Linked DNA regions of Mus musculus: region 2 is linked to region 1. The links are chromatin contacts, called in public promoter capture Hi-C maps. All regions are on one chromosome and are shown on one strand. Each heading gives the region's core, a stretch centred on a gene start, on an enhancer-like site or on the middle of the called end of the contact. The rest is flanking DNA. Distances are from core to core; before and after follow the strand shown.

Region 1 (2,843 bases), core at 152-2,651:
CACGTGCCTGTAACCCCAGCACTCCAGAGGTGTAGACAGAAAGATCAGGAGTTTAAGGCCCTGTTGCTACACCATGGAATATATTAGACCCGTCTCAAGGAAAAAGTAGAAATAAAGATATTCTGGGATAAAATTTGATGAGTCCATTTCCTTAGACATTTACTGTAAGGAATCCTAAGGAGAGTCCTGCAGACCAAAGGGAACAGCAACCAAAGAGTAAATGGAGAGCTCCAGTCAAGGGGCTGCACAACAACGAGCTCTGTGTCATTGTAACTTTGGATTTTAATTCTACAAAGTGGTTTCAAATCCATCAAATGGGGTTTGTTCCTGGAACACAAGAACGTTGCAACATAATCAAATATGCAACAGGCTACTTGAGACAGTAGGCAAAAATCCGCACTCAGCCCAGCTTACAAAGGAAAAAATACTCAACAAACTGAAACATTAAAAACAAATGATTTAGCCGGGGGTGGGGGTGCACGCCTTTAATCCCAGCACTTGGGAGGCAGAGGCAGAGGCAGGTGGATTTCTGAGTCCGAGGCCAGTCTGGTCTACAAAGTGAGTTCCAGGACAGCCAGGGCTATACAGAGAAACCCTGTCTCGGGGGGAAAAAAATGATTTAATTCATTATTAAAACAGGAACGAGGGAAACCTTGTCTCAAAAAGCAAAAACAAACAAAAACAGAAACAAGGGGCTGGAGAAAGCTCGGTTGAGAGCTCTTTCAGAATGGCTCACAACCATTTGTAATTCCAGTTCCAGGTGACACGGACGCTCTCTTCTCGCCTCCGAGGAGACTGACCTCACATGCGTGCAGGCAAAACACACCCACACACAAAACAAAACAAAATAAATTCAAAATAAAACAAAAAAACTTAGTAAGCCAGAAGAAACCTACCTTAAGTAATAAGTTTCAGACTGAGTAATTAGGCAATTTTAAAAAGGAGCAATGTTACCACTGAAGTCTGATGCACTTGCAGTCAGGGTGTCTTAGTGTGAATTCTAGCTTTTCTCACTAGCTGGGTCATTTTGCCTGTTTCCCTGCCTGTGAGATGGGAGAAATTGTTCATGCTTCCAAGGGAATCTGAGAAGTCAGGGTGAGAATCACAGCGCAGGATAGAGTGGGAGGGAAGCTTCAGCCACACAGGAGCCACCAGACCCCCAGCGCTCGGGGAGAGCAGCATGAGCCAGGCGCCCAGCCTCACTACGGCCCACGCTACCCAAGGAGTTCACCCGATGAGGCCCAGCCGCAAACACCGCATGCGCACAGGAAACCCAGTGCTAAGTGATGGGTTGTCCCGGGAACCGGAGGCGTGACTCCGCGTTTCCTCGGTCCAGAGGCGGGGCGCACGGGGATTGGCTGGATGAAGCGTGCAGCGATGGGCGGGATGGGGCGGGAGGCGATTGGCTGGATGCGCCGATGGGCGGGACGGGCGCGCAGAGATTGGCGGGATGCGGCGTGGCGCGGTGAGTGTGCTGCTGAGCGGGGTTAACGTGGGTCCTGGGTCAGACTTGGCGGTACCTGGACAGCGGGCCGGGGTCTTGAGGGTGCTTCGAACTGTAACATGGGCCCGAGCTGGGCGTGTCTGCTTCGGGGCAGGTCTCCCGTCGGGTCCGGCCTGGAGCACCGTGTGGGCCGCTGCCACCACCGTGCGTTTTTGGCTTACATCCAGTTTACATGTGCCCATTTGGCAAATTCATAGGGTCCGCTCCCTAAGCCAGAGCTGCGCATTAAAGAAAGCCGAACCAGCTAGGGGAATTTGAACTTTGTAATAGCTGTACCAAAAAAAAAAAAAAAAAAGTAAAATGAAAAAGAAAGCTGTGTTCAAAACTTCCGTTACTACATCCAGCCTGTTGTCGTCTCAACTACGCATGAAGAATATGTTGAGATACTTTATACTAAAGTCCGCTGTGCATCCATCCCCAAGCACATCTTAGTGGGAAGGGGTGCAATACAAGAAAACAAACCTCTGCGCTGCCGGAGCTTAGGCAACAGTTGGAGGAGGCAAAGTAAATGCTTGAGAGATGATAATGATGCAGACAGTTGAAGTAGCAATGCAGTCAATTAGATATGGGAAGGTGAGTTTTAAGGAAAGACTTGAAAGGGAAGAGCCAGTAAGCCTTGGGGAAAAGGAGAGGACCCAGCAGGAGTAGAGAGGCCTCTACTTGGAGCCCCTGCTGTGGAAGGGACACTTGGAAGGAGAAACAGATAGGAGGGGGGAGCTGTTCTTAGAGGCCCAGAGCTGATCTTACAGGTCGTGGTAAGAACTTGGGGTTTTATTTACTGAAAAGCAACCTTTGGGGGGTTTTGAGCAAAACAGGGGCAGCTTTATGCTTTATTTTTTATCACTAATTATATTATGACAGGCTTCTTCAGTGATGCCTGATAGCATCCCTAGAGGTAGCAGAGGTCCCAGGGAGCTGGGCAGAAGCAGATCAATAATTCCATTTGAGGGTATGCAGAATTTGAGACCCTGGTGATTGGGTAGAAATGTGGAGAGGAGGAGGTGATGAACAAGGTTTGGAACGAGCTCCAGGTTGTATCTGACTAGGTTATAGGATGACACCTCCGGACACATGTGTGCACATTGTGGACAGCGTGGTTGGGACACTAGGGGAGCTTTGGGTACAAGAAGGGATTGCAGGAATGCCTTTGTGTGTCTCTGCAGTGATAACTCCTCGGCCTGGACACAGCTGCTTGGACCAAACAAGCCAGGAGTGCCGCCATGTTCTCCGAGCAGGCAGCACAGAGGGCCCACACTCTGCTCGCCCCGCCCTCTGCCAGCAATGCCACCTTTGCCCGGGTACCTGTGGCAACTTACACCAACTCCTCACAGCCCTTCCG
Region 2 (2,700 bases), core at 38-2,537, 1.9 Mb after region 1:
TGGCTAACTGTTTTTGTTAATTGAAATGTGTCAACCCAGGACATGGTTTTTGTGCTTCAAGGCTCACCCTGAGAAAGTCTAGGGACTACGCAGGGATCCCAGACACCCAGTGTAGTCAGTGCCGGCGAATAAGGACTTCTATTGGCTCAAACTCACATTCGAGCAGTCTTCTCTGGTGAGCACCCACAACACTGGAGCCTCTTCTCCCTGCAAAATGCACGTGCATGCGGACTTCCCGCCTTACTCCGAGCTAATTACTGCTTCTCCCTTCCCTGCCTCTCTCCTTCCTTCACTTCTTTCTTCCTTCTCCCCATCTTATGTCTCCCTGAGTTTTGAGATGAGGTCTCAGTAGCCCAGCCTGGCTTGGAACTTGGAATGATTCTCCTGCCTCAGTCTCCCACATTCTAGATATAGGTGTGCACCAAGAGCCATACTTGGCTCCCCACCGCCTCTTCTTCCAGCTTCTCTTCCTCCTTTTAAAGAGATAGGGTCTCATGGTTACTCAAGCTGGCTGCCAGTCAGTCCTACTTCAGTCTCCTGAGTGGCTGGGGCTAGAGGTGTGCACCCCACATGTGACCCCCGCATTATGATAGAGTCCTTTGTCTTTTTCAGTTTCTCTGACAACATGACCTAGGCCAGCAACAACACATGCATTACGTTAATTACTGCTAATTAATAACTGCTATCCAGGTCCATATATATCTGTGTTGGGTCTTAGCTTGTGATAATTACCCTGGCACAAAAATAGATTCTCTTGAAAGTGTGACCTTTGACAGTTTGCTATAAAAATAGTTGTAACAAACATCTCATTTGAAGATGACTAGAGGCATGTTACGGTCTCAACATCTTCACAAGTGGAACTGGGAAATTGCTGCTAGGATAATATTGTTTAACCCTCTCTCTCTCTCTCTCTCTCTCTCTCTCTCTCTCTCTCGAGAGAGAGAGAGAGAGAGAGAGAGAGAATAACTTGAAACTCAGAGAGGTCACCCATCGCTGCTAGATTCATCCTTCGAGTCTCCAGTGGGGCTGGGCAGATAAGCAATGTTTTTTTTCTGCCAAGATGTCTTTAAGCGACGTTCCTAGTTCAGGGCAAGTAGCCCTGCAGCCCTGCTCCCAAAGGTTTTGCAACTTGCTAGATTCACTTGTTCTTCAACTTTCGCTGTCGCCTCAAGGAAACCCAGGCTGTGTCTGGTTGATTGAGACTTGTTTGTCTGGGCCGGGTCCAGCAGCTGCCCCGCCTCCTTGGCAGAACAGCTGACGCCAGAGAGCTCCGTCACGTGATCACCACAGTTTCCCAGCTCTGACCCCGAGAGTCAAAGTAAGTACTTTCCAGGGACTCCTGTGAAGTGCACCCGGTAGGTACTCTAGTCCTGAATGTCTGCAGCCAGAGCAGCAACGGTGCGGGTGTGCAGGCAGGGGTGGGGTGTGTGTGTGTGGGCAGGGGGCTGGGATGTGCGGGGGGCGGGGGGGGGGGAGGGCGCGGGGCGGGTGTGCAAGCCGGGGCAGGGCGGACCCCGGCGAGCACTGTCAGATAGACTTGGGACAGATTAGGCACCAGGCTTTCTGTGCTGCTTCCGGGGTCTTTAAAGCGTTCGGGACAGATAAGGTTAGCTTTGAGTTGCCCCACGGAGTCCCTTTTTGTTCTCATCTGGAGGACAAGCAGCTCTGCCCTTCCTTCCTTCCTCTGTTCTTTGGCCTCCTGCCCCATAACAGACCTTTCCCCCTTTCTCTCTGCTGATTTAGCAGCGTGCTTCCGGCTGTTGGAAGGACAATTAATCAGTGAAGCTGCCTCTTCCTAAGCAAGACAACAGTTGCAGTCAGACAAGCCCTCAAGGTGAGACCCAGGAGTCTCCCACCTCCCACCTGTGCCTGCCATGGAGCTCCTGAAGGCGCTGCTGCTCCTTTCTGGAGTCTTTGGGGCTCTTGCTGAATTCTGTGGTAAGTAACCAACCCGTGTCTGGACCCTGGGGTGGGGGGAGAAGGGCAGGGGAGCGGGGATATATGTGTGTGTGTGGGGGGGGGCTGTCCTTGTCCATTGGGGAAATTGGAAACTGGAAGTGGGGGATGGAGAAACTTACCTGCCCCTCAGGTCTCCCACAGCAGTTTTTAACAGGACCTTAGTGCTTGGGCATGCTGAATGGACACGTGCCCCCTGTCCCCGACAGGGTCTCCCCAGTTCATCCAGCAGTTTGTTCATTTACTCGGTGCACATGGGGCCTCTCTGAGATAGGTTAATAGGCCCGGTGTTTAGTTTGGAGAAAGGGTCAGGAGTACACAAGACTTGTCCCAGCTCTCCTAGGGTTTATGCTCTATGAAAGGGGCAAAAGGGGTGCCAAATTGGGTTACCGTGAGTGATGCAAAACAAGTCACCCTGAGGCAACAATAGAAAGCCACGGGGGTCCGTCGAATCAAAGAGAAGGATGGGAAAGGATGTCCAAAGACTAGAAGGACTAGAAGGCTTTGGGAAGAAGTCCCAGAGGGAATGGATGGGGGGGGGGGGCGGCGGCAAACATTCCAGGTACTTGAAGGTTCTCCCTGACTGCTCCAGATAGTCATCCCAGGGCTATAGTCCTCCAGAGACCTCTTATAGATTCTAGGGACCTCTCAAAACGTGATTGTGACCTTTAGGTTATAGGTTCAGGCACAGTCATACCCGGGGATCAGGCAGAAAGCAGGGGTGTCTCATCTCTCCCCTTCCTC

What was found. Promoter capture Hi-C pulls out the DNA fragments that hold promoters and counts their contacts.
Region 2: a contact with region 1 is called in a promoter capture Hi-C map of pre-B cells, with 4 times the contacts expected there. The contact joins the promoter of Tcn2 here to the promoter of Pold2 in region 1. A contact is called at or near these places in 1 of 39 promoter capture datasets (pre-B cells) and 1 of 9 other capture datasets (adipose tissue).

The regions. Positions count from the first base shown.
Region 1 is chr11:5,876,814-5,879,656 of GRCm38.p6, reverse strand. It overlaps Pold2 (polymerase (DNA directed), delta 2, regulatory subunit), which reads left to right and starts at 1,401. Exons shown (of 11, transcript NM_008894.2): 1 at 1,401-1,465; 2 at 2,668-2,843. The coding sequence starts at 2,725.
Region 2 is chr11:3,930,631-3,933,330 of GRCm38.p6, reverse strand. Tcn2 (transcobalamin 2) reads left to right here and starts at 1,287. Exons shown (of 10, transcript NM_015749.3): 1 at 1,287-1,355; 2 at 1,744-1,938. The coding sequence starts at 1,875.